Linked DNA regions of Mus musculus: all the other regions are linked to region 5. Evidence: chromatin contacts called from public Hi-C and HiChIP or PLAC-seq data. All regions are on one chromosome and are shown on one strand. The core of a region is the stretch at or near the end of the contact, and the rest is flanking DNA. Distances in the headings are between cores, read along the strand shown.

Region 1 (3,628 bases), core at 991-3,490, 680 kb after region 5:
CAGCAGGTATCAAATACTCATATGGGAAAAGTTACATGATAGAAAGCTAACTGTATGGAGACTTCTGGACAGAATTCAAACCCTGGCCCATTTTACTCAGTTACCCAGGGAAGACAGAGGGATGGGATGAATGGAAATGACCATGGACCTTTTAGAGTCTTCCCTCCCTCCCCCTGTGCTGTCCTTTCTTTTCTGCTCCTCTCACCTGCTGCAATACCAATACAACTTTGGGACGGTAACACTTCTGAGTGGACTCTGAAGTGACCAGTGCAAAAGGACAGTAGAAAGAAAGCTAAAGACAAGCAGATTTGTCAGTCTTCCCCGGAACAGAACACACATTGTAGGGCAGGGGAGAGTCAATACTGAGACTATTGGCCATCTAGTCATCATATATTCAGGGAGACCAATGGAAGCATCCTGATACAAGATGTAATCAATTCTCAGCCTTCAGATCTAAGGGGTAGCTCAGAACTGAGCACTCAGAAGAACAGGGAAAAAGACAAAAATAGAGAGACAGGGAAGAGAACAGAGATCACGGCTAACAGTAATGTTTGCTGGGTGCATATTATGAGCCAGAGTCACACCACATGTCCATTTAATCCTCACAACCTTCTGAGAAAGTATCCCCATTTCATGGAGAAGCTGGGGTTCTAACAGGTTACTTCGTGGCTACAGTTCTCAGAGATTAAACGGCGGAGGCAGGTTTGGAATCCAAGCAGTCCGACCCCATAAAGCTGCCTCCCAGAAAGAAGGATGGCACAGATGACATTTCTTAGCCTCATTTTTTTTAATCCCAATCCTGAGATTCTGAGACAACCAGGTGATCCTAGGTAGGCCTGGACTGACTTATTCACCAAAGGAACTGTAAGAAAATGAAGGCTAAGAGGCATATTTCTCAAAGAGAGGCAGCCATCATCAAAAAGAAACGGGGTTGGCAGAGTAGTTCAGCACTACAGTTCTTGCCGGCATTAACAAGGCCCTAGGTTCAATGCAGAGCGCTGCAAAGAACAGCTGAGCTCTAGCACCCTGTTGTCTCCACTGACCTGCAGAGCCCAAATAGGTCCAGCCCCTCCCCCACCTACTTCCTAGCCTCTACTCTGGTGTGTAAGCCCTAGCATTTCTTCTGCTCCCCACAAAGAGCCTAGAGATCTTTCTAGAATACAACATTTTGCTTCTGATCCTCCATCACCTCTTCACTCTCCCGAAGAAACAGAATGTTGTTACTTCTGGTTCTCATCGTTTTTGAACTTCCAGGGTTCAACTTCCTCTATTTATAGAGTTCTCCCATTTCTCCAACGGGATTCCCAAGGCCCAGGCCTGCCAGGACCCAGCCTTGCAAGCTTTAAATCTCTTATCCGTAAATCCCGAGAAATTTTCCCCAGTCAAGCTGAAGGTCTCCACTCCAACATCCTCCTGCTTGACGCATCCTAGAACCCCTTCGCCTGAATTCCCTCCTCAAATCCCGCCCCCTTCTGCAACGGATGGAGAGTCCGTTTATCATACTGCCCATTTTCCTTTTTAAAAGTCAATGGGAAATTCAAGGCCCAGAGAAAGGTAGTGACTTGCCCAAGGTCACACAGAGTTACCACAGTCTGTCTGAAGGCAGAGCCAGGGTTGGGACCCAGGGGCCTCTGCTCCTCCGTTTCTTGGACTACTCCGGTTCTGAGGTGGAAACCAGGAGCATCTCTTTCCTCAGAAGTCCCTCCTAACCTCGGGAGACAGGTTTTGAGAACGGATGGGTAAGGAAGGGTGTCCCCTAAGGTCCAAAGGGGCACCTGGGGCTTCCAAAAGGCACAAGCCTGGGTCTGGGGGAGGGGCACGGGCCACGCCAAATAGCCTAGGATTGGCAACTGGTTTCCATCGCCTGCCCTCCCTTCGCCCCCGACCTTTCTCCACAGACCCACCGTTCACTTCATCCCTTCCTCCTCCTCACACAGCGCCTAGGCTCTCCGTCCCCTCAGCCCCCGGTCGCACCCGCCCCCCCGCCCCCCGCCATGCACCATAATGGCCTCCCCGCCCCTTCTACCCTCACTCCCCGCCCCCACCTACCTACAGGGCTTCTTTTCCTCACCCCTCGGTCCCCTCGCCCTCCCTCAGGGTCCCGGGTGCCCCGGCGGCCCTCCCGCCTCCCCGGCTCGAGCCCGGGCCGCAGGGGGCGCTGTGAGACAGCCCCGGGCCTCTCCACCCCCGCGCGGGGACGTTACCATGCCAGAGCCTCAGAGCAGCTGGGCCGGCTCGGCCCACTCGCCAGTAAAAACAGCTCTGATTGGCCGGGCTTCGGCCGGGAGGGCGGGGCCAGTGGGGGGGTCGCACCCCTTCGTGGCCGGGGCTCCGGTTGCTCTCGCCGAGGAGCGGAGCCCCCAACCGGCCCGGTGTGCCCGGCCCGGCTCCGCCCCCGGCCCGGAGCGCCAGGCCCCGCCCCCACGTGCGCAGAATCCTGGGACCGCCCCCTGGGGCGGGGCGCGCCTGGGCCCACCCCCGGGGGCGGAGCGCGCCTGGGCGGGCCTGGGACTGACCGCGCGCTGGCTGCGCAGGGCGGCGTGGCTCTCCCGGCTCACAGCCCCCTTCTTGCCCGCGACTCCGCGGCCACCACCCAGACCGGACCGAGCCATTAATTTCTCCCGCGCAGAGGGCACTACAGCGGTTCACAGAGCGGCTCTTTTCCCTGCGTATTTTCTTTAGTTTTAATTTTTTGTTGTTGTTGGTTTTTTTCGAGACATGGTTTCTCTGTGTAGCCCTGGCTGTCCTGGAACTCACCAGGCTGGCCTCGAACTCAGAAATCCGCCTGCCTCTGCCTCCCGAGTGCTGGGATTAAAGGCGTGCGCTACCACGCCCGGCTTTAGTTTTAATTTCTTAATTCAAGAACTATTAATTAAACTCCTGTGCCAGCAGCCGTATGTGTCGGGCAAAGCCGACAAATCCCCTAAATGAGTGCGTACGTGCCTCTCGCTTAGCGCTGGGTTACTTTCAGAATCTGCCTCTGTAACATCTACAGTGAGAGATAAACGTTCAGTTATGTAGATAAGGGAACTCGAAGCTACTTAATGGGCATGCATGCTCAAGTTCTTGGGCTAGTACAGCTGGCCCTGGTTGGAGGCATTGCACCTCTTTACCCCTCCAAAGCCGGGGTAAAGACCAAGACGTTGCCTGTTTCCTTCTGTAGGTTTCTGAACCTGACTCAGGAAAACACCTCTTTATGTCTATAGACAATTTGGCTTTATCAATAGTTGTATTAAAAGTTCTTATATTCATTCTTCAAGCCAGCACTGAGTTGTAGAGGCAGACAGATCCCTGGGGCTCAGCGGCTAGCCGAACTAGCCTACATTGTGTTTTCTGACTAGTGAGAGACCTGATCTTTAAAATGATGTCCCAGGACGTCATGAAAAGCCGGACATGAGGGGAAGAAACCCTTTCCCCTGAGATCTAATTTGTCTTTCTTGAAGTGATCTCAAATAACAAATCCATGATGCACTTTAAATCTAATGTATGTCAGGTGGTAGTGGGTGTACCCCTTTAATCGAGCATTTGGAAAGCAGAAGCAGGCAAATCTCTGAGTTCGAGGCCAACTTGGTCTATACAGCAAGTTCGAGGACAGCCAGGAATACACAGGGAAATGTGTAGCCCAAAG
Region 2 (3,396 bases), core at 735-3,234, 660 kb before region 5:
TACTCCAGGCTAACTAGGGTGTCATGGAAGGGTAAGAACGGGCTGGGAATAGAGGCACCTCTGCTCCAGGTCCACCATCTGACAAACCCTCAGGCTGCACGGGCACTTGAGTTGGTAGCATGCTTGTCTAACATCCTCGGAGGCCTGGATTTGATTCCCCAGCACTACATAAACCAGGCAGGTGGGCAGACACCTACCTGCCAAGATCAGTCCTCGGAGGTGGGAGGACCAGAACTTCAAGGTCAGCTTTTGCTATGTGATACAGGTGCTGCTGTCTTTAAAAAAAAAGTCTGGAGAAACCCAGTTCAAGCCTTTTGCTTATGGGGTTTGCTTTGTCTTTGTCTCTCCCCCCCCCAATAAAATGGGAACTCTTTGGGGGAGTAGGCCATGTCCAAGTTGTAGGACTTCCTGTCTGATGGGGGTGGGGGGTAAGTCAGTAACTGCTACAACAGAGGCACAGCTAGAGTGGAAAATGCACTACGCTGTGAACATGGTACTTTACTGCGATCCCAAGGAAGCATCCAAGGGGGAAGGAAAGGGCCCACATGCTTGGGTAGTGTGGACAGTCTCAGCCGGGAACTGAACAGTTGGCCCAGACATCATCCAGGAAAAAGGCAAGGACACAGAACACGGCCACCCCAGTAGAAGCACAAGGAAGCCAATAAAGCCAGGCGAAGATAAATGTCACCTGTCTCTTGTCTGCCCTGAGGTCCCTAGAGGTCTGTTGACAAAAGCATGGCTGCTTCAGTTTCCGAGGCTTAAGTTTCACTCTTGGAGAAGACTGGCTGTCCATGTGAGACCGTGTCCATCATCGATTCACTTGACTCCTTATGGAGGTCTGACACAGACGCATCCTGAGTCCCTGCTCCCCAGACTCTGGACAGTGTTGACAGGCTGCGTCTGGGTATAGACTGGGTGTCATGTGCCAACCTGTCGTGCCAGCAATACCAAAGCTGAGGCAGTGGGTCCTAACCTGAGGCCAGCTTGTGGTTTCTGGGAAACTCAGTTGTTAGCTTTACAAGGCAGTTAGGTATCTTCACTGACTAAGCTTTCTCATCAGCCCCAGCAAAGTTTTAAGTGAGCCTGCCGGTGCCGGTGGAGGCCAGAAGAGGGCATCAAGATCTCCTGAAACTGAATCACAGGACGTTGTGAACTACTGGGAGCCTTTCTCCAGCTAACCCCTCTCCCCCCCTCCCCCGCCCCCCAAAGCAACTTTTAAAGGTTATATTTTAAAGAAAAAAAAAAAAAAAGACATGAAAGCCAAGTGTGGTTGGTCAGGTCCGACCCTCAGTGAGCTACCCAGGTAACCTGGCCAGTGTTTTTTGAGCACATTATCATGTGCTAGGTGAGGTTCTAGGCAACTCATTGGAGCTCCGCAATAACCCTAACCCTGAGTTCACACAGCTTTGCCCAAAGAATCAGAAGTAACCTGCGCTAGCTTACACAGCGGGACCACCTCCAGAGCCTGTTATATAGAATTATTGCCTCTTAGTCAACGAGTTCCTCTAGTTAATTTGGGAGCATTTCCTGTCACTGACGTGAGTCCAACTGCTGCTAAAGTACAGCACTGATGAATATTTAAATCAAGGCGCTTGCCTCGGGCTAGGACCAAGGCTGTAAAACGGCCTTACGGGAATTGCCACTTTCAGTCCCCATTTTAGGGATGAGGAAACCGACTACTGAGGTGTTCAGGAATGTGCCCACAGCCACCCAGCTGGCAAGCACTTACGCTGGAGCTTTTAATCCTAAACAGCCCACAGCCACACCTCCTACCCTCTCCACGCTCCACCGCCTCCTGGGAAGGTCGCACGCGGAAGGTCCAGGTGGCCCCGGGAGGTGCTCGGCTAAGTCGCCCCGAAGTCGCGGACTCCAGAGGGCCCACGCGTGACTGAGCTCCCGCGGGACACGCCCCTCGCTCGCCCTACAGCTGGCGCTGCCGACCCCGGCCGAGCCCGGCACGGGGGCGGAGCGGCTCCGGACAGTGGCCTTTCCTCCCGGGGGAACCTGCTGAGGGCGGCCCCGAGCTCCTTCCTGTCCCTCCCACCGCGGTCCGGGCTCGGCGGCCGCTCGGCGCGGGGTCCCGGGCGCGGCTCCGGCGACTCTCGGCCGCTCCCACCCCGGCGAGTTCAAAAGGACGCGCGGCGCCCGGCCCTGCCCGCCCGTCGGACTGGAAAGGTGAGCGCGCTGCGCGGAAGCCCGGAGCCCGCACTCGGCCGCCGCGCGCCTGCGACCTGACCCGCACGGGTACTGCGCGGCTGCAGGGACACTCGACGGCCAGGGCGCGGGCCCGGGGCACGCGGGATCCCCGGGGAGCGGGGCGCACCCAGCGGACGGCTCGGCGGGGCTCCTGGCCCTGGAAGCCCAGGTAATGCAGGTGGCTAAGGGACCCGGATCGCTCATGGGCGCAACCGGGCCGACCCTTGCTTAACTTTCCCAGGCCTGGGGAAAGGGTCACCAACGCCACCCATTCCCCGACCCTGCGACCAGGGTCAGCTCTTGGGGGAAGGATTTGTTTATGGAAGCTGATTAGAACCGAAAGGAAGAGAGTGGATATATCCAGGGGAAGGGACTCGGGGAAAACCTGGCGCCCGAGGCTCTCCTGGGATCTACAAGCCCTGCGACCTCAGGAGCCCGTCCACCTCATTCTTGTCCGTCCTTCTTCCCACAGATCTGACCCTACGAAATAGCCTGCCCTCAGCAACGATGAACAACCTACCGGCCACACCTTCTCCTGAAGGTAGGTGATGAAAGTTATGGAGTAGGGGGGCTGTTTAAGAATTCCCACCCCAGAACAGGTCTTGGAATTCCGCGAGGCCTCACTCAGTGTAGACTGGAAGACTCACCCATCCCCACCCCACTCCACCCCACCCTACCCCTACCAACCCGCTGTCGGGCCTCACGCAGGAAAAAGCTCCAAGAAAACAGAATTCAACTTCAGTGTGCCCTTTTGCGCTATTTTATTCTCAAGTCTGGACCGGACCAATTCCAAGCACTGCGAGTCACCTGGGTTTAGGAAGTTCTTTGATGCCCAAAGGAGCCATTTTTACATTCACCCCAGTAGTTAAGTAAAGGAGAAAGGGAATCTTCTAAAGATAACCGGGAGGACTCGTGATGTCGCTTAATTGGTAGAGAACTTGAGATGAAACCCATTTTGATGGCTTGTGCCTGCAGTCCCTGCAACTTGGGACGTAGAGGCGGGAGTACCAGAAACTCAAGGTTATCCTCAGCTAAATAGTGAATTTAAGTCTAGCCTGGGCTAGAGGGATGTGGGGTGTGTTTAAAAATTCTAGGAGCCAGGTGGTGAATTGAGTCTCACCTTTCCTTTCCTAATCAGGCTGGTTCTGGCGCGCTGACGGATATTTACATATTAATTGGTTTCACCTTGTGCCAGCCTGG
Region 3 (3,646 bases), core at 556-3,055, 920 kb after region 5:
CCCCACCCTTGGTCCCCCAGGGTTCCCCCAATGCTCTCGCACTTTCGACTTATACCACTCCTCTGCCTCCTGCAGATTCTTTGCCGCGATGTTCTCGTACTGTGCACGGATGTCCCTCAGCGCCGCCGTCAGCTCTGGCTTCACTGTTGCCTCTACCTCCACCTGCTGCACCTGCTGGCTCTCTACGCTCACCTGCAGGTCTCGAAGTTCCTACGGGACAGGAAAGGCGGGGGTTGTGAATAGAACATTAATTAATTAATTAATTAATTAATTAATTAATTAATTAAAAAGCTCCCCTTTTTCTTGAACAGAAGGGGGTGCTAGGGAGTGCACCCCCTCTGAATTCTGAGACCTGAGCCCAAGTTGCCCTTAAGCCAGTTGTCAGGTTCAGGGTGTAGTTACCCCTATCGCCAACAGGTGGCGCATGGGTGGGAGTCAAAAACACCTGTAAAGGGTGGGGTTGTCATCACAACGCATCCCTGTTGTCTGCGCAGCTTCAGCGAGGTCTCTCCCAAGCCTTCCCAGACACCCCGACCACCCACCTCTTCGTGTAGCTTCTTGAGGAACTCAATTTCATCCATCAGAGACTCAATCTTGCGCTCCAGTTCTAGGCGGGACAGAGTGGCGTCGTCCACGTCCTTCGCGAACGGGAATAGGGGATCAATAGGAGGGCTCCTCAGGCCAGGGAAGGGCCAGGTCTTCCCTGTCTGTCTCGGAAGCACGGAGTGGCCTCCCTTAACCCACCGATGCCACCCTGGAGACGCAGCTGGGGGTGCAGCTGGGGTGTTGGGACTCGACGTGACCCCTCACTCACCTTACGGAAGAGCACCAGGTTGTGCTCCGCATCCTCCCGCTTGCGGGTTTCTTCTTCTAACCTGACAGGCAGAGTGGGAAGATGCTGAACTGCGGGGTGACCTCCCAGACCTCGTGCCACATCCAGCACCCCGCCCCCATCTGCTTATGCAGCTGTCCTGGATCTAAAAGGAGGGATTCAGTCTGCCCGTCTAACGGACTAGGAACAGAGAAGGGAGTCCCCTTAATGTCTGGTCACTTCCGCTAGGCTCTCGGAGCAAAGTGCAGGGAGGGGGCTGGCTTGGATGCTGCAGGCTCGCCCTGGGGTTGGCCAGCCCGGCCACGCCCTAGGGCTGTTGGATCTGGAGGGGAAGGCAGGGGGAGCGAAGGGAGCGTCTGGCAGGCCCGGTCCTGCCCTCTGACCTCTGCTTGAGCGCCGCTAGGTCCTCCGCCAGCCCGTCCCGCTCCACCTGCACCCGGTCGCGCTCCCGGCCCAGCAGCTCCAGTTCGCGCCGCAGCTCGCGCAGCTCCTGCTGGCAAAGCTGGTCGGCGCGCGCCGGCTCCTGGCCCCGCGCCTGGCTCAGCTCCCCGCGCAGGGCTGCGTTCTGCTGCTCCAAGAAGCGCACCTTCTCGATGAAGTTGGCGAAGCGGTCGTTGAGCTCCTGTAACTCTTGCTTCTCGTTGCTCCGAGTGGCCAGGAACTCTTGGTTGAGGGCCTCGGCCATGGAGAAATCGAGGCGCTCCGAGGGCAAGCGCAGTGCCCCCGCTCGAGGGGCACGGAAGCTGCCCAGCCGCGCCGAGGAGCTCGGGGACCCCGAGCCCAGCAGGCGGCTGCTGGAGAAGCGAGAGCTGGACGAGTAGGAGAAAGCCCCGGGGGACAGTGAGGGCGGCGGCCCAAAGGTCCGGCGGTACGAGGTGGAGCTGATGCTGGACCGCAGGCCCGACGAGTGATGATGGCTCATGCTGGCGGAAGATGGCATTCAGCGCTTGGCAGAACTAGGCCGGGTGGCAAGGAGCTGCAGACCGATGCGGGGCGGCTTTATAGCCCTGCGGTCTCCGGGGAGGGGGGGTGGGGGGCCACGACAGCTCCTCCCACTGGCCTGACTTCAGCCTTGGGCTGTGTGGGGAGGGGGATGCCCCACCCTGCAGAGAGAGGACACCACCCCTTCCCTCTCCTGGTTGCTGGCACCCTGCCTGCTTGATTCCCCCTTGTTGCTGGCTGAGATCCGGGATGTGATGGAGGTGGGCTAAGGTCTACCTTAGAGCATGCATCCAACGCTGGAGCCTAGAATGGGAGGACATGGCTTGACCTGGGGTGCCCTCTCAGAAGAGGGGGTAAAAATTAGGGAATATGAGGACCTGAGGAAAAGGGCAAGTTTTGAGCAATGAGAAGTGGGGTAGGTGGAGGGAGAGCTAACCTGGCCTAAGCCAGGGAATTCGTGCCTCCTCCTGTCTCCTGAAACTGGGGTTCTCCTTTCACCTGTTGTCAACTGCCCCCCATCATTGGCCACAACCGAGGGCTGAGGCAGAGGGAGCTGGGGAAGAGCTTATCTCTGCCTACTCCCCAGGGCACGGTAAAGGGCTGGTGATTGGCGCCAGCTCTGCAGCTAATGGACTGACCAGCTCTCCCACCCCCACCCCCGCCCTTGGACCAGCAGAAGTTGCATGGTGATGTTTCCATCTTAAAGACACAGCCCCCAAACTCGGACGTAACACCCACCCCAACAAGAGTGGGCACCTCACAGGGTGCTGAGGATGTCGGGGTTCCAAGGGTCTGTGCCATGAAAGGGCCTGTGAGGTGCCCACTCTTGTTGGGGCTGAGTGGGCCTGTGGTACACTTTCAGCCTTTACTGGATTGGTGCCCCCTCCACACCATCTGCTGGGCAGTCACGGGCCTTACGGGAACCAGAGGAATTCCTGAAGTAGGAAGGGGAGGGGGGTGGGGGATAGCAGCTGCCAGGGCTGAAAGACATATAGACTAGTAGGCACCAGTCTCCAGTGCAGAGGAGATGCAGGTACCCAGACATGGTGCAGATAAAGGGAGATGAGATGGGAGAGATACCCAGCCACTACAGCCTGTTAGAGAGAGAAGTCCTCCGACAGGTCCACAGATAACTTGCCCAATACTCACTGAGCCAGCTTTGTAGAGGCTACAAATATGCATGTGTGCACAGACATGACAGGAATACACAGCTACACCCCTTAACAGCGCCCCCACACCCCAGTTAGCAGAAAGGCTGGTGTCTGACCTTTGTGTGACACACTACTTCCAGAATGCAGCACAGGCAGTCCCAGGAGTGGACAGAGGCCGTCTGGATTCTCTGCAGGAGAAAGGATGCTGAAGCCCTTTGGGTTTGCTGAGAGCCATGTGTCTGCTACCACTGGGGACCCTGGGACTCTCAAACAGGATGAGTCTACCTCAGTTGGGTCCTGAGAAAGAGACGGGTGTAAGAGAAGAAGGCTTGGGGTTCTAGGCTGGATGCCTGACTGGGATAAGGAGGATGGCTCCCTGCAGACTGCAGAGCAGAGAACTCCCCCACCTTCCGTGTGTCCTCCGAGATGGGTCAGAGCCAACGCCCAGTGCTGGCTTGCATCCCTAGGCTTCCGTTCCTCTCCAGGCCCCGCCTTCCTTCCAGGCTATTAGTCTCTCCCAGCTCGGCTGCCAGGTCCTGCTCTTTGATGGATCTAGTTTGGTTGCTAGGGGGATGAGAAAAGGGGGGTTGGGGAAGGGAGAACAAGGCGAATAAACCAGAGCCTGCCACACCCCAGTTGTTGCAGTGGAGAGAGGTACCTTTCGTCAGACCTGGGCTGGGGTGGGGGGCTGGTGGGTCAGAGGTGAGTATGTAGAAGAAGC
Region 4 (3,740 bases), core at 680-3,179, 580 kb after region 5:
CTGGAGTTTCAAATCCTGCCTTTTCTACCACATAACTGTGAGAAAATAGTTTTATTCAATCTCACTCCTCTCTTTAACTCTAACATATGATTAATACCAGTTCTACTGACAATAACAAACACGTAGATGGCTCCACTGCAGGGTGCTAACCCGACAGTAGTACTGATCTGACCAACATCACAAAGTTAAAGCGGGGGGGGGGGGGGGGGGGGGGGGGGGGGGGGCCAGAACCGAACCAGCTTCAGGTCTCCTGACCTTTCCATTTCACCCACAACAGGAAAACACACTTTCAATAAGGCAGTTCCCTAACTCCGCAGCACATATGTCGGTTCCTCCCACAATGTATTTTTTAGCATTTCTACCAAGACCACGAATTTTATCTGTAACAAGGAGGAAAAACTGGAAAGGCTAAGTATCCGAATTAATGTCTCCCCTTCCTAGTCGTTAGGAAAGCAGGGCTTCATTCAGATGGACAGAGGGAGAGCAGGACCCAGGGGCGCAACCTGATTTCCCCATGATGAATAATGGAAGTGGAAAAGTGGATCTAAGTTACAGGCTGTGTTTCTCAAGGACTCCAGACACTCTCTACTAGGGGAAAACTGAGGGGAATCTAAATGTCCACTTGTTCAAGTCAAAGCAGAAAACAAATTAGACAATAAAGAAACACCAAAGAAAATAAATGTAGCAACTACTGACTTAAGTGTGTTAGCAGAAGGCATGAAAACGTGATTGGGCAATTCAGGGACTTCCTGAATCATACCTCTCTCTTAAGATACCCATACAGCCACAAGGTAAACCACATACAAATATTAATAAGTAACTACAAAGTCTGGCATTGACCTTCAGCCTTCAAATTCCTGTCTGTGTTTCAGGCAGTCAGCTCGTCCGAAGTGTTACACATTCACAGGTAGTTTGTGTAACTGGAGAGTCTCAAGTTCAAAGTGGTTTTGTTGTTTGGCCAACACAAGCCTGGTTGGACAGGCAAAGCAACCTGGCCTGGCACCAGACAACTTGTTTTTGTTTTTGTTGTTTAAAAAAAAAGAAAAGGAAAGAAACGAAGGCAGGCAAGCCAAAGCCTACTTATCAGTCAGTCCAAGAAAAACAGTACCCATCGCCGCCCTTCCGGGGCAGACTCTGGAACTCACCCAGGGTTCAGGACGAAGCAATCAAGGCCACCTCACCTGTCCAGAGGCAACCAATCAGATCAGAGTGGGGCTGCTCCGTGGGCCTGGGGAGCCAGGCTAAGCCCGGGGCTTCTCACCTCGGCCTCTACCATTGGCTTCTAAGTAACTAAGGAATCTCGAGTGTCATAAAGAAGTGTGACATCACCTGGCCCGCCGTGACAGGGCAGCCTTATAACCAGGCCTACCTCAAGTCCCCAACCCCGACGGCTCACCCAGGCGAGGCAGAGGAACCCGAGAAGGAACAGCCGAGAGGCGATCGCAGGGTGGGGCGGGGTGACCACAACGACACAGCTTTCTCTTTCGTTTACCTCAAAGTCAGGGGTGGGGGACCCGTCCCGAATTCAAGCCCTGAACTCGGCTGAGGGTGGAAGGGACGCAAGCGAGGGTCGCTAAGAGGCCTGCCTTCGCCACAGACACAGGTCCAACTGCCCGGGAGACCCCGCAGACTCGCCCCCGCCGGCGCTGCTGCGCATGCGCGGCATTAGTTCCTCCGCGTCCCTCCCCGCCCAGCTTTCCTTCGATCTCGACGCAGAACAGGCCGGGTTGCCTAAGGAGCTGATCCGTCCGAAAACGGAAGCTACTACCCTCTCCCGCGCTTGCTCCCTCCCTATCCCTCACTCCGGGTTTGCCCGATCCTAGTTTCGCACGTACCTTCTCAGCCCACCTCTCCGGAGCTTCCCTGCTCTGCTAAAACCGGATGTGCTCTGAGTCTCCGGGGGTTGGCGCTGGAAGTCTACCCACACCCGCCCCCTAGGGAAACCCCGCCCTCAGACCTGCCCAGGCGAGTTCTCATTGGCCCCCGGCTGCACTGCTCCTGTCCGTTATCTGCACGTTCATAAACAGCAGCCGCTTTCGTCAGAGTCATTGGCTAATACCCCTGTCAATCAAGACTGTAGCCACCAACCCGCACCTTAGCAATAGGCCTCCGCCTTCTTCCCCCTACATAGGAAGGATGGACGTCGGGCTTCAGACCCATGGAGTAGGAAAAGTGAAATGGGGCGTGTCAGGCTTAGACCGTTGTCATGTGAGACCACCCACCCATGACACTAAAATGTCCCAAGATGCTGGTTTTAAGCCTCTCATGGGATGGTAATGAAGGAAAGCGAGGCAGCTCTCCCTGGGATCTCTGTTTTGTTTTTTGAGACAGGGTTTCTCTGTCCTGGCCTTCCTGGAACTCACTCTGTAGACCAGTCTCTTAAGTGCTGGGATTAAAGACATACGCCACCGACACCCGGCTTTCTCGAGACCTTTTAACATTGAATATAATGGCGCTTACGCTTCAGAGCACCTTTGAAGGGCCAGCCATTCTACAGGGACCCAGGGACCCCAGCCTGGAGGGTCTGAGGCTACCCGGTAGCTCAGGAGCCCCAAGCAAACTGGCTACAGAGACCACAACCACCTGCATGGAAGTGAGTGGTTTTTGGTAGTTACCCAAGGCCCTGCAAGTCAGGTGTAACGGCCTCAAAGACCTGGTCTTGCAATCCTAACCAGCTCTTTAGAGACCTGGCCAAGGGCGGTCAAAGAGCAGGTGGTTCCCTGGCTCGCCACGTCCCTTAGGGCGTGTTCCCTAGTTGGAGCATAACCTAGTTGGAAGGAGCTGTGAAGCTAATTTTAAAAGAGAGAAAAAAACCAAAAACCAGGAGCCTTTATTTTCTTATTTTTATTTTTTGTGGCCTATGCTTTTAAAAATCAATTTCACAACTCATTAGTACTGTCTGAAATCACAAGTATAGAATGGGTTCCAGCTGGATCCTGGGTAGTTGAGGGCTGCATGCTGAATTAGGGCCCTGAAGGACTCCAGAGTGAGGCAGCCTGAGGAGTGTGTAGAGGAAAGGTGGAAGACCATCTGAGCCTCTCAGTTCTGCTTCCAGCAAAGCCCTTAGGGCTGACCATGGTTTGGGCCAAGGTAACTTTTACCTACTACACACTCAGGAGGTAGAGGCGAGCAGATCGCTGGTCTGAGAGCAGCCTGGTCTATAGAACGAGTTCCAGAACAGCCAGAAATACCCAGAGAAAGCACGGAGAAACGGGGTTGGGGGTTGGGCAGATCAGAGACAGAGACACTAGAGACAGAGAGGAGGAGGAGGGGATCGAATGGGAGGAGGTGGAGGTGGAGGTGGAGGTGGAGATGGAGATGGGGGGGGGGGGGACCAAGTAAGCCTGCACTCTGGAGGTGGAGGCTAGAGGATCTGAAGTTTCTGGACAGTCTGAACTAAGGACATCGTTTTTGATTAGTTTTTCCCAACTGGGAACTCTTGCACAGGTTATGCTCCAACTGGGGAACTAAGGGAGGTGGGGAGTGGGGAACCACCTTATGTAAGTTAAAATTAACACGTTTTAAAAAACCTGCCAGGTATTGGCATAGGCCCTTAAACCCAGTATTTAGGAGAGGGAGGGAGGCAGGTCTCTGAGTATGAGGCCCTTTTGGTCTGTATGGTGTGAGGCTCTGTCTCAAAAAAAAAAAAAAAAAAAAAAAAAAAAAAAACCGTAAGAGAAAATGAAATAAAAGGGAAAAGAGATGGTTCAGCAGTTGAAAGCACTGATTACTCTTCCAGA
Region 5 (3,599 bases), core at 656-3,155:
CTCTGGGTTTGAGGCCAGTCTGGTCTAAAGAGGAGTGCCAGGTAAGCCAGGGCTACAAAGAAAAAACCCTGTCTCCGGGGGTGGGGTGAACAATATTTGCACGGCATGGTAATTCCTAAAAAGGAAACTAAGCCCTGCTTACAATAAAACCTGATTTCTTGTCCTTTTCAAAACCAAGGTGAACTTAAATTAATAACAACAAAATAAACAGAAAGATTGAGTCCACTGTTCGAAATTTTTAGTGGACTGTTTCAAATATCCAAATGAATACATACTACTGACCTTCAGCATACATTAATTAAGCGTCTTTAACGCCTAATTTTTAGGATCCCAAACTTATCAACTGAAAGGTAGATCAGTAATGAGGGAAAATGAGTATAGAAGATATAAGCAGTTATTTGCTTAATATACAATACACGTGTTTGTGTGAAAATGTCCTTATGTAACACAATACCAAGTACAACGAATATACACAATGAAAAATAAGAATTGCTTATTTACTTTATGCCAGACTACCCTAAGATTCTCCCACCACCACTCTGAACACTCTTTGCCCCTAAGTTAGCCCCATCTTCCAAGTCCATTATACAACCTGTGATTCCGTCTCTCATGAAAAGATTCTTTTTATGGGCATAGTTAACAAATGCCAAGTTGCAAAGTTGCAGCTTTGCTGGATTGACGTTTTCACAATGTAAGAACAATATGATCTGGAATCTACTCAAAGCATTTGCCAGGCAGTCAGCTGATGCTCACTCAACACAACCGGGCAGAAACGAGAGAAATTAAACTTCATTATTTGTCTAAGACAGGTAATCACTACCTTGAAATCTCAAACAGGCGGACGGTAGACGGTCCAATAGAAACGGTATTTCCACCGATCCAACACCACCACAAAACCCCGGCTTCACCTAAGTTTCTCTCCTCCTTTGCAATTTTCCTTGTAACTGGCCCCGAACAGGTTCGCGGAATCAACCCGCACCACGCAGCCGCAGCCCGAGTAACTTTTACAAAAGGTCAGAGCGGTGCCTTTCAAGGCTTCCGACCCCTGTGGGGCTTCGCCGTTCGCACCAGCTCGCTTTCTCCCCCCGCACCCCCCTCGAACGTTCCAGAGCCGGCGGACGCAACCCAACAAAATTTTGGTGCAGCTTGGGGGGTCCGGAGGTGGGGGGAGCGGGCGAGCTTTCTACTCTCTTAAAAAAAAAAAAAAACAACAACAACACGCCCCTCCCCAGTTAGCGAGACAAAACCCCACCGCGCCCGCAGTTCCCCTTCTCCCGCGCTCCCACATGTTGCTCGCTCCGTCCCAGGCGGCCCCGCGAGGCCTCGCTCACCCCCAGCGCGCCCACCTGATCGCCCTTTCTCCGCAGGCTCCGCCCCCGCCGCCCGCCCGCCCGCTCGCCTCCTTCAGGAGCTCCATATGGGACACCCTCGGCTCCCTCGGCTCCTCACGCCACCTCAGCCCAGCCCCCGACGCGCCGCCTTCCCTTTCCCTGCCGCCGGGGGCCTCGACCCACACAGGCTCCTCGGGCCTGCGGAGGGCACAGCGGGGCTGCACGGCCTGCACGGCCCAGGTGCTGTGTCAGCCTCTCGTCGGGCTCCGCGGCGTGGACGGCCTGGAAAGTCACATGGCGGTGGGACCGGCCCGCGCCCCGAACACTCCGGCTCTTCTCAGAGCCCGACCGGGCGACCCGAGCCACTCACCTCAACGAAGAGCAACATGTCTGCTTCCGCTCGGCCCGATCGTTCACGCTGCCGCGACTCCAACTGGCTCCCAGGCCCGGGCCCCGGTCGGTAGGATAAGGACACTCGCCTTGCCCCTCCACCCGGCAGTGGACCCGGCTCCTCCCCCGCCGTCAGCCGCTGCGCCCTGACCCGCCCAGTCCCTCCTCCCGGGAAGCAACAACTGTTTCCGGTTCTGGAGGAAAACTGCTTCCGGGGGCGGAGGGCCTGCCCGCCCCTGTGCGTGCTTCGCTCCGGCAGGCTCGTCTGTGGCGGCGAAGGCGAAAGTGTGTGGTACGTGTCGCGTGTGGGTCGACGCCCGGGAGGCCGCGCCGGGCTGTGCAAAACGCTCACTAAAGCATTTGTACTTTCTACCAAAAAGCTGACACCGCACTGCTAACCCTTGCGCAGATTCGTGGTTAAAAACCTAGGTCCGATTAAAAAGCGACCGAGTGCACCCGCCCCTGCTGATGACGTACTGGCTCCTCCCGCCCCTCATTAGAAAAAAAAAAAAAAAAGCTGAAGAGGGAGCTAAGATACTCTTCAGCTACTCAGTGCTTGTACTTTACTAAGCATTTTGCATAAGTTAATCTTAAGACCCTATGAATGTATTGTTGGAGGAGTGCTGGAACAGTCAGATTCCTTTCGCTACAACTTTGATAAAACTTTAGCCCAAGCCCCTCGGAATCAGGTCTCATTAACATAATGATGCTCCGCTGTGATGCTTAATGCTCTACTAAAAATAATTAGCCTAGATCTCTTCTTTATTATGTTTTCATAGTCAAATAAAATAGTATACAAATATTTAATTATTTTTACTAGAGTTATTCTTCCTCTACCAGTCTCTATTGCTCCAGTTTCAAACACTTTTTTTTTTTTTAATTTAAAAAAACATGAGCCGGGCGTGGTGGCACACGCCTTTAATCCCAGTACTTGGGAGGCAGAGGCAAGCGGATTTCTGAATTCAAGGCCAGCATGGTCTACAGAGGGAGTTCCAGGACAGCCAGGGCTACACAGAGAAACTCTGTCTCAAAAAAAACAAAAAAATAAAAAATTTACATATATATATTTGTGTGTGTGTGTGTTTCCGTTTTTTTGAGACAGGGTTTCTGTGTAGACTAGGTTGTTCCCGGAACTCACTTTGTAGACCAGGCTGGCTTGAACTCACAGAGATCTACCTATCTGCCACCTGAATGCTGGAACAACACCTTAAAGTGATGTTTTCATTTCATCAACTCTTGCTTGTTTTCTTGTTTTTTTTTTTTTTTTTTTTCCCCACTTTGAGACAGGGTTTCTCTGTGTAGATCTTGGCTGTCCTAGAACTCACTTTGTGGACCTGGCTGGCCTAGAACTCAGAAATCCGCCTGCCTGTGCACCCCCACCCCCACCCCCACCGAGTGCTGAGATTAAAGGTGTGTGCCACCATGCCCAGCCCTCTTTATCTTTCTTAAAAATTTATTTTCATTCTATACATATGGCTCTTTGCCTGCAGGCATGTATATGCTCCCTCCTGCATGCCTGGGAACTGAACCTGAGTCCTCAACAAAAGCAACCAGTGCTCTTAACAAAAAAGGTTAGACCATCTCTGCAGGCCTAACCTTTCAATTCTTTCCTTTCTGTTTCTTTTGCTTACTTTCTCCCTTCCCCTCCCCACAAGTCTACCTCCCCATGACAACATCTTTCTGTGTATTCCTGGCTGTCCAGGAACTCACTTTGTAGACCAGGTTGACCTCAAGCTCAGAGATCCTCCTGCCTGTACCTGCTCAGTGATGGGATTAAGGTATGCACCACTACACCCAGCCCCAACTTTCTTTTTCTTAACCCATATAACCCCCTTTCCTTTGCCTCACAAGAGACTCACTTTCTTACATTGCCTCTGC
Region 6 (3,372 bases), core at 652-3,151, 550 kb after region 5:
AAGAAGGCGATGGGGGGTCCCTGGCGTATGCCACTGCTGCTGTGGATGCGACAACCATGCTCAGCTCAGGGAGAGACCTCATCCCCAGTCCCTTGACTCCCCCAGAGTAAGGCTCTGCTCTACGGGACCGGGGGCTCCAGGCTGCTTTGTCCCAGCTCCCACTTCAGGCCGAGCCATCTTGCGGTGCTAGGCTTCCTGCCCGCCAGCTGTGCCACCTCTGCCCAACCTGGCTGCAACCCTGCCCCAAAGCCCCCATGGGGCTGATTTTGGAAGCCCCAGGCTTATGGAGTTTGGGGGTGAGGGGGACAAGTCGCCTTCACTCTGCCCTGGTCCTCCCTGCTGTCTGAATGGTGCTGCCTCCCTTCCCCACATCGTGGGGTCTGTTTGTCTGTCTTCATCTTTGTTTTTATATATATATATATATATAAGCGCCTGGCCCAGTCCCCACCCCTACCCGCACTGCGGTTAATTTATCTGTTGTTGAAAAGCAGCCCTGCTTCTGCAGCATCCCTAATAAAACGTGGAGGCCTCTCCCCACCGTGACTGTTGTGTGGCAGCCCCCCCTTTGTGCTTGCTGGCTTCTCTATAATCCTTCGGGTGGACTGGTGGGTAGGTCCAGGGACCCTCGGGTGCTCTAATGAGGCTCTGTGCCCTTCCCCTGGAGGAGCTGGCTAGAAGGTGACTTACAGTGACCTGTGTAGATCTGAAGCCCAGAGGATGTCACTGACCAGAGGGCACACAAGGCCATGCAGCCTTGGTGAGAAAGATGGGGAAGAGGCCTGTGATCATGCGCTCAAACCTCTCTATGCTCCAGGTTGGGGACTGGCCAGTTCGGAGCAGTCCCACTGGCTTTATATATAGACACGGGACAGTCAGTGACTACCCAGGCCGAGAGGGGAAGAGCCTGAGAGGACTACCCTCACACCGGCACACTATGCTGTCTCTCAACTCACTTCCTCGTGCTTTATAAACCATCTCTATATGACTCGGGAGCACTAGAAGCCAAGGATATTTATCACCAGAGCTGGCGTTCCTAAAAAAACCTATCACTACAAACCTTGGTTTTCCTCATCTGTATATTAGACTGAGAGGCCAGGTGGCCCCGCCCCATCAGCAGCCTGAGGCCAGGTGGCCCCGCCCCTGTTCTCCTTCACGCTCTACGCTCCGCCCACATCTGCCATCTTCCCTTAGCTGACGCCATCACTGAAGAAATTAACAAGACCAGAACAGGGTCTGACAATGCAGTTTTGTCCCTGCCCCTTCCTAGGTGTACTAACGGAAGTCTGCATCTTGGTTTCTGACCAACTCCTGACTGGTTTCTTGACCTGTTATTGCCCTAAGCCTGATGCATTACATCATTTCCTGTTAGAACTGCGTTGGCCTCCTAGATCCCATTCCTTCCTGGAAAGGAGTTTGGCATGGTGGGCTTTCATCTTCACTTCAAAGCTAAGACCAAAATCCATGTTCTCGACAGGGTCTGCTCAGTATGCTAGGAATTTGAAAATACCAGGTGCCACCTCGGTCCCTGGGTCAGAATGAGTTGACTGGAGAAATGTCCCAGGGCAGGATAGGCTGCAGGAACCATAGTGGTCCCGGGAGGCAGCCCTGCCCACCATGGTCAGCCATAGCCCACATGACAATCTCCCCCTCCCCCAACTCCTGCCTGATCCCAGTCAGCCATAGCCCACATGACAATGGCCCCCCTCCCCGGACCCAGGGCTCGGTTCCAACTGAAAGAATTTGAGGGCGGGAGCATGTGGGTTTATTGATACTCCAGGGAGCCCGGTTTCTTGGCGCTCAAGGAAAGCTTTGCTGAAAACCTCCTTGATCATGGCTGGGGCAGAACACTTGGTGTCTCGGTTTGCAACAGCTGCTTGTAAAGTTACTGTGACCTCACTCTCCTCAAGAACAATGGGCGAATGTTCATGTAAGACCTCAGCCGGGTTTCCCAAACACAGGAAGTTCAGACTGCCAGACAGCTGCCCTCCCCCAAAAGGCCAAAGCCAAAAGGCGGGAAAGAGGCGGGCTCCGCACACTGGCACCTCTCCTTTTGCAGGAAGCCCCCCGCCCCCACCCCTCCCTCCGCGACACCCACACACACAAAGAAAAAGAAAAAAAAAATAGCCTCTCTAAGGCTGCCAGGGGTTTATTTTATTTCCTTTTTTCTACTTTTCCCCCCCACAAATAGTATGTTTTGTTTCCTTTAAAAAAAAAAGTTTAAAAAAAGAAAACATGCTCTGTAGCAAACCCCAGCTCTAGATCCCCGCCCTTATTCTCTGGGGTAATTCAAGTGTATAAATAAATCTCTTAAAGCCAAAAGTTCACGGTAAGTACTTGTGGGGTCGTCTGTGATTTTAGGGAAGGGGACCAGCTGTTTTTTAAAGATTTATTTATTATTATATCTAAGTACACTGTAGCTGTCTTCAGACACACCAGAAGAGGGAGTCAGATCTCATTAGGATGGTTGTGAGCCACCATGTTGCTGGGGTTTGAACTCAGGACCTTTGGCTCGGAAGAGCAGTCAGTGCTCTTAACCACTGAGCCATCTCTCCAGCCCCGGGGACCAGCTTTTTAAAAACGTTTTAATTATTAAAGACCTACAAATCTGGGTTGATTCACAGCCCTCTGTCCAGTTTCAGGGTACGGTTCTTGCTTGTGGGAACATGAACCCTAGTTTCAAATAGCTGGCACCTACATAAAAGCCAGGCTTGAAGGTGTGTGTCTATAACCTCAGCACTTGGGGGTGGGGGAGGGGGCCAAGCCAGGTGGATATCAGGACTTGATAAGTAGCCAGTTGGGTCAAATGGTAAATCGCAGGTTCAATAATAGATTGTCATAAGAAGAAAGCAAGGCCCAGCGTGCTAGCACTTAGGAGGCAGAGGCAGGCAGATCTATGAGTTCTAGGACAGCCTGGTCTTCAGGGTGAGTTCTAGGACAGCCAGGCCTACACAAAGAAACCCTGTTTCCAAAAAAAAAAACAAAAAACAAAAACAAAAAAGAAAGAAATGGTCTTTTGGAAGCCAGGTGTGAGGTGTTGACACTTTGGCATCAGCATCTGGGAGGCAGGAGGCCAGGCCTTCCTGAGCTGCAGAATGTAGTAGCCTCAGCTACAGAAGACCCTGTTTCAAAAACAGTCAGACCCCTGTACAGACTCAGGGGTAAAAGGCCCTTGCCACCAAGCCTGACTCACTTCTCCAGGCCCACATGGTGGAAGGAGAGAGCAGACAGCCATCGGTTGTCCTCTGACTTCTGTGTGCTACGTACTTGCTCACACATAAATATATTTAATTAAAATAAAATATGTAAGTATATATGTTTTATAAGAATATATGGGGCTGGACAGATGGATGGCTCAGTGGTTAAGAGCATTGC
Region 7 (3,419 bases), core at 420-2,919, 990 kb after region 5:
AAGCATTCCAAACTGCTCTTCTCTGAGCTAAGCCTGGAATTAAGGCGAAGGGGCTTGGCTCAGGCCTCGAGCCTTGTCACATTCCACAAACACTTGGCCCATCTGCTGTCTGACTGATTTTCAGACCAGAAGTCACATGTGGCTTCAGCTCTTGACAGCTGAAGTTGTCTTCTTGTGGAATTGGAATTTCAGTTTGGGACTGGTTGGGATGAGTTCACACACACACACCCTAAAATCAGGTTCTGTGGGTTAGAGAAAGCTCTCTGAGCCAGGAGGGATAGGCGGACATTTTAGAAACAACACAGGCTTATTTGTTGGAAACTGCCCCCAAATCAGGCTTGTTTCATGTCTAGTACTGCTCATTGCTCGTGTGTGTTTTGGTTCCTACTAAATTTCATCTGCCCGCTAAGTATCCGCTTGTATTGTGTTTAGAACAATGGAATATTTGTGTGCTTCTGTGAGAGCTACACAGCAGGAGACTGGCTGCCCGCAGCTGCCCCAGCCCTCAGACAGCCCTGAGACCAGCCTGGTTAGCCCTCCTGGAGACCCTTCAAAGGCTCCCTTTCACATTCGAGGCTCAGCTAGAACAAATAAGCAGATGTCACCGGCTTATCTTTACGTTTGTAAGTTTAAAAAAAAAAGTTGATAAAATTTTTCATAATATTTGAAAAAAATATTAATATTCACAAATTGTGAATATTCATAATTCTGCCTTGTGTTGGTTGATGGCAGCTACCCCTACAGTGGGCATTAGCAAAGCTTTTAATCTCGGGGTTCGAAGTTCCCAAAATATGTTACCTCATATTTTAAAGAACCTCGATTTAAAAATCATAAGCGCTTTTGGGGACAAGATCTGTTTTGCACTTCATATTTTCCACACATACGTCGAGGCTTTAGACATGCAGCAGATATCCATGGAGTTCATGAGTATTAGCTAGATGCTCTGGCACACGATGGTAATCCCAGCACTCAGGAGGCAGAAGCAGGAGGTTCAGGAGTTCAAAGACAGCTCCCACCCCCACCCCCACCCCCATCCTTGAAGGTCTCAAAAGAAATAAAGCAACTAAGAAAAGCATTAAAGAGACAGCGAATGTGAGCTCATGCCAAGTTTAGGCCACACCATCGGCACAGTACAATAACGCAACATCATTTACTCCAAAAATACCCTAAGTGCTTTCCAGTCATAGATTATCTCATTTAGAAACTCAGGCTGCGGGGCTGGAGAGATGGCTCAGCGGTTGAGAGCACTGACTGCTCTTCCAGAGGACCTGATTTCAAATCCCAGCAACCACATGGTGGCTCACAACCATCTGTAAAGGGACCTGGTGTTTCTGAAGACAGCTACAGTGTACTCATATAAATAAAATATATAAATTAAAAAAAGAAAGAAAGAAACTCAGGCCGCGTCACAGGTGCGGCTGTGAGGGTTAAAGGGGGCTGCACTTGGAAAAGACCAGATGTCACTATCACCCTTTTTTTTTTTTTTTTTGGTTTTTCTGTATAGCCCTGGCTATCACCCTATTTTATATGTGACAAAGCTCACTCACACAAGAAACACCGCTAATCAACAGTCTTCCCGGCTGGCATTCTCCAGTTTTGTTACTGTTGTTTCTGTTTTGTTTTGGACAGAGTCTCCCGGTGTGGGACAGACTGGCTTCTTCAGTCTCCCAAGGGTTTGGGTCACAGCTGTGCATCCCCGTGTCCATCCTCCGGGACTTTCCAGGCTACCAACCACACCCATAGCTCCATTCCTTAACCACCCTCCCTCGAGCCACAGTGACGTGCTTCCTCTGAAAGACCATCCCAGAAGTGAAAGCGCTCAGTACACCAGGTTTGCGATTCGTTCCCTGGGCTACCTCACTTCGTGTTTACAACATCGCCTTTGTGAGTCGGCCACTAATACCTCAGGTGTAAGGAATAAAGGACTGGAGAGTGGGGGTTAACCACCCGGAGGCAGGGGGCTAACGATAAACGGTGAGAACACAGCGCGCCTGCGCTGGGTCTCTGCGCTTACCGTGCTGCTATGGGCCGCCTGCTTCTCTAGTTCCTCTGTGTTGTTAGTAACACTCCAGTCAGCCATAACGCGTGTGCCTGTTTCAACCCGCCCCGTGAATACAAACCCAGTTAGATGTTGGCTTGTGCCATGAAGTCATTTCAAGAGCTGAGTGAAAACAAGGGAAAGGTTCTGATGCTAGCCGCATCAGCTGGGAGGAAGAGGCAGAAACGTTTAAAAGGAGCTCCACAGGGCACAGAGAGGAAAAGGACAGACAAGTCAAACAGAAAATACAGCATGGCGCGGTTCCTGTTTCTAAAAGTCACACAAAACAAATGACACACTTATACACATACATCCGTGAAGACCGAAGGAGAAATGTTGGTAACATTGGCTCTCTGGACCGGGGCCTGGCTTAAAGTGACAGAGTAGTGACATTTTATAAGATAGTTTATTAACATAATGGGTATGTAAGAGAAAGAAGAACTGGGCGGGGGCAGAGACGTTGTCAGAAAATAAAAGATCAGAATAAATAAATCTAATAAACATTTAAAAAAAAGAAAAAGAAAATAAAAGATTACCCCCTTGCTGTAAAGGTTGTGGCAGGAACACACTAGGCTAAAGCCACTGGTCTGTGTCCATAGAGACAGACAGATGTCGGCTTAACCTCTCATCGTGAATTCGATGGTTTTCAATATTTAATATTTCTTACTTCTACCAAAAAGGTTCTCACATTGTGGCTCTCGGAACTGGACCAGCCTGGGCGGGGGAGGGGAGGTATCGGCTGTGTTTCTTTGTGTTGTTGGACTAATTTCCTTATCTACCAAGAGGAGAGGCTAGAAAGAGACAGGCTCCAGAGAGTGGTGTGAGGATTAAATGAGAGAATAAATGGACAATAACTCAGGCCACAGGGACATGTGGGCCCCAGCCCTCCCACTTCACCTGATCTCTAACTTTATCTTTAAGATAATTAAATGTCCCTCTCTGAGAACTTTTGTTGTTCATTACTAATGGCCTACATCAACGCCAAATTAAACGAATAAAGCCTTGGAAATTTGGTATAATAGCTTGACAGACAGGCTTCATGGATTTGAAGCTTTACATTGTGCAAATGTATCTTTCTAAGCATTAATAGTATGGTTCATCTATTAATTTTAAGAAATATATTTTACCGGATTTAAAAAATAATACATCTCTCTTCCCTGAGACATTCAATTTTTTTTTTTTTTTTGAGAAGTCAAATTTTTGATGTGAGAGACCAATCACCCAGATCAGAGAGGCCATTTAAAGTACAAATCAGCCGGGCGTGGTGGCACACGCCAGGGGCAGGCAGATTTCTGAGTTCGAGGCCAGCCTGATCTATAGAGTGAGTTCCAGGACAGCCAGGGCTACACAGAGAAACCCTGTCTCAAAAACCTCAAAAAAA

The links. Hi-C and Micro-C count contacts between places; a contact is called where the count stands out from the background. HiChIP or PLAC-seq counts read pairs in DNA pulled down with a chosen protein or histone mark.
Region 1: a contact with region 5 is called in a Hi-C map of muscle stem cells, with 3 times the contacts expected there. The contact joins the promoter of Prpf40b here to the promoter of Larp4 in region 5. A contact is called at or near these places in 2 of 39 promoter capture datasets (hippocampal neurons and liver), 2 of 484 Hi-C or Micro-C datasets (embryonic stem cells and muscle stem cells) and 2 of 9 other capture datasets (adipose tissue and pancreatic islet).
Region 2: a contact with region 5 is called in an H3K4me3 HiChIP or PLAC-seq map of embryonic stem cells, with 7 times the contacts expected there. The contact joins the promoter of Smagp here to the promoter of Larp4 in region 5. A contact is called at or near these places in 4 of 39 promoter capture datasets (3T3-L1-derived adipocytes, fetal liver, hippocampal neurons and 1 more), 2 of 484 Hi-C or Micro-C datasets (LSK cells and embryonic stem cells) and 5 of 115 datasets of contacts at active chromatin or transcription factors (embryonic stem cells, extraembryonic endoderm stem cells and large pre-B cells).
Region 3: an H3K4me3 HiChIP or PLAC-seq map of bone marrow-derived macrophages shows a contact between it and region 5, with 2.4 times the contacts expected there. The contact joins the promoter of Prph here to the promoter of Larp4 in region 5. A contact is called at or near these places in 3 of 39 promoter capture datasets (hippocampal neurons, liver and pre-B cells) and 1 of 115 datasets of contacts at active chromatin or transcription factors (bone marrow-derived macrophages).
Region 4: a contact with region 5 is called in an H3K4me3 HiChIP or PLAC-seq map of embryonic stem cells, with 12 times the contacts expected there. The contact joins the promoter of Tmbim6 here to the promoter of Larp4 in region 5. A contact is called at or near these places in 3 of 39 promoter capture datasets (embryonic stem cells, hippocampal neurons and neural stem cells), 5 of 115 datasets of contacts at active chromatin or transcription factors (bone marrow-derived macrophages, embryonic stem cells, stem cell-derived neural progenitor cells and 1 more) and 1 of 9 other capture datasets (adipose tissue).
Region 6: a contact with region 5 is called in an H3K4me3 HiChIP or PLAC-seq map of embryonic stem cells, with 7 times the contacts expected there. The contact joins the enhancer-like site here to the promoter of Larp4 in region 5. A contact is called at or near these places in 10 of 39 promoter capture datasets (the 3T3-L1 cell line, 3T3-L1-derived adipocytes, HPC-7-derived erythroid cells and 6 more), 1 of 484 Hi-C or Micro-C datasets (cortical neurons) and 5 of 115 datasets of contacts at active chromatin or transcription factors (bone marrow-derived macrophages and embryonic stem cells).
Region 7: an H3K4me3 HiChIP or PLAC-seq map of bone marrow-derived macrophages shows a contact between it and region 5, with 8 times the contacts expected there. The contact joins the promoter of 4930578M01Rik here to the promoter of Larp4 in region 5. A contact is called at or near these places in 2 of 39 promoter capture datasets (liver and pre-B cells) and 2 of 115 datasets of contacts at active chromatin or transcription factors (bone marrow-derived macrophages and pancreatic cancer cells).

What each region holds. Positions count from the first base shown.
Region 1 is chr15:99,293,850-99,297,477 of GRCm38.p6, reverse strand. It overlaps Prpf40b (pre-mRNA processing factor 40B), which reads right to left and starts at 2,240. Exons shown (of 26, transcript NM_001370635.1): 1 at 2,050-2,240. It also overlaps a transcript of Fam186b not described here.
Region 2 is chr15:100,635,528-100,638,923 of GRCm38.p6, reverse strand. Smagp (small cell adhesion glycoprotein) reads left to right here and starts at 1,984. Exons shown (of 4, transcript NM_174992.4): 1 at 1,984-2,365; 2 at 2,669-2,737. The coding sequence starts at 2,704.
Region 3 is chr15:99,053,333-99,056,978 of GRCm38.p6, reverse strand. Prph (peripherin) reads right to left here and starts at 1,805. Exons shown (of 8, transcript NM_013639.2): 1 at 1,216-1,805; 2 at 815-875; 3 at 543-638; 4 at 1-210. The coding sequence starts at 1,772.
Region 4 is chr15:99,391,136-99,394,875 of GRCm38.p6, reverse strand. Tmbim6 (transmembrane BAX inhibitor motif containing 6) reads right to left here and starts at 1,929. Exons shown (of 10, transcript NM_026669.4): 1 at 1,836-1,929.
Region 5 is chr15:99,971,086-99,974,684 of GRCm38.p6, reverse strand. It overlaps Larp4 (La ribonucleoprotein domain family, member 4), which reads right to left and starts at 1,905. Exons shown (of 16, transcript NM_001024526.2): 1 at 1,702-1,905. The coding sequence starts at 1,719. It overlaps 2310068J16Rik (RIKEN cDNA 2310068J16 gene), which reads left to right and starts at 1,398. Exons shown (of 1, transcript NR_028124.1): 1 at 1,398-2,518.
Region 6 is chr15:99,419,205-99,422,576 of GRCm38.p6, reverse strand. It overlaps Nckap5l (NCK-associated protein 5-like), which reads left to right. Exons shown (of 13, transcript NM_001001884.1): 13 at 1-543. Among named protein-coding and RNA genes, the nearest start is that of Nckap5los, 12 kb to the left of the region's middle. RefSeq lists an enhancer at 1,020-2,623. Within about 2 kb of position 1,901, at least 174 of the 459 cell types and tissues checked have an H3K27ac peak or open chromatin away from gene starts, as enhancers often do. A contact at or near this core is called in embryonic stem cells, liver, pre-B cells and 1 more, where this site is marked.
Region 7 is chr15:98,984,215-98,987,633 of GRCm38.p6, reverse strand. It overlaps 4930578M01Rik (RIKEN cDNA 4930578M01 gene), which reads right to left and starts at 1,669. Exons shown (of 4, transcript NR_045991.1): 1 at 1,548-1,669.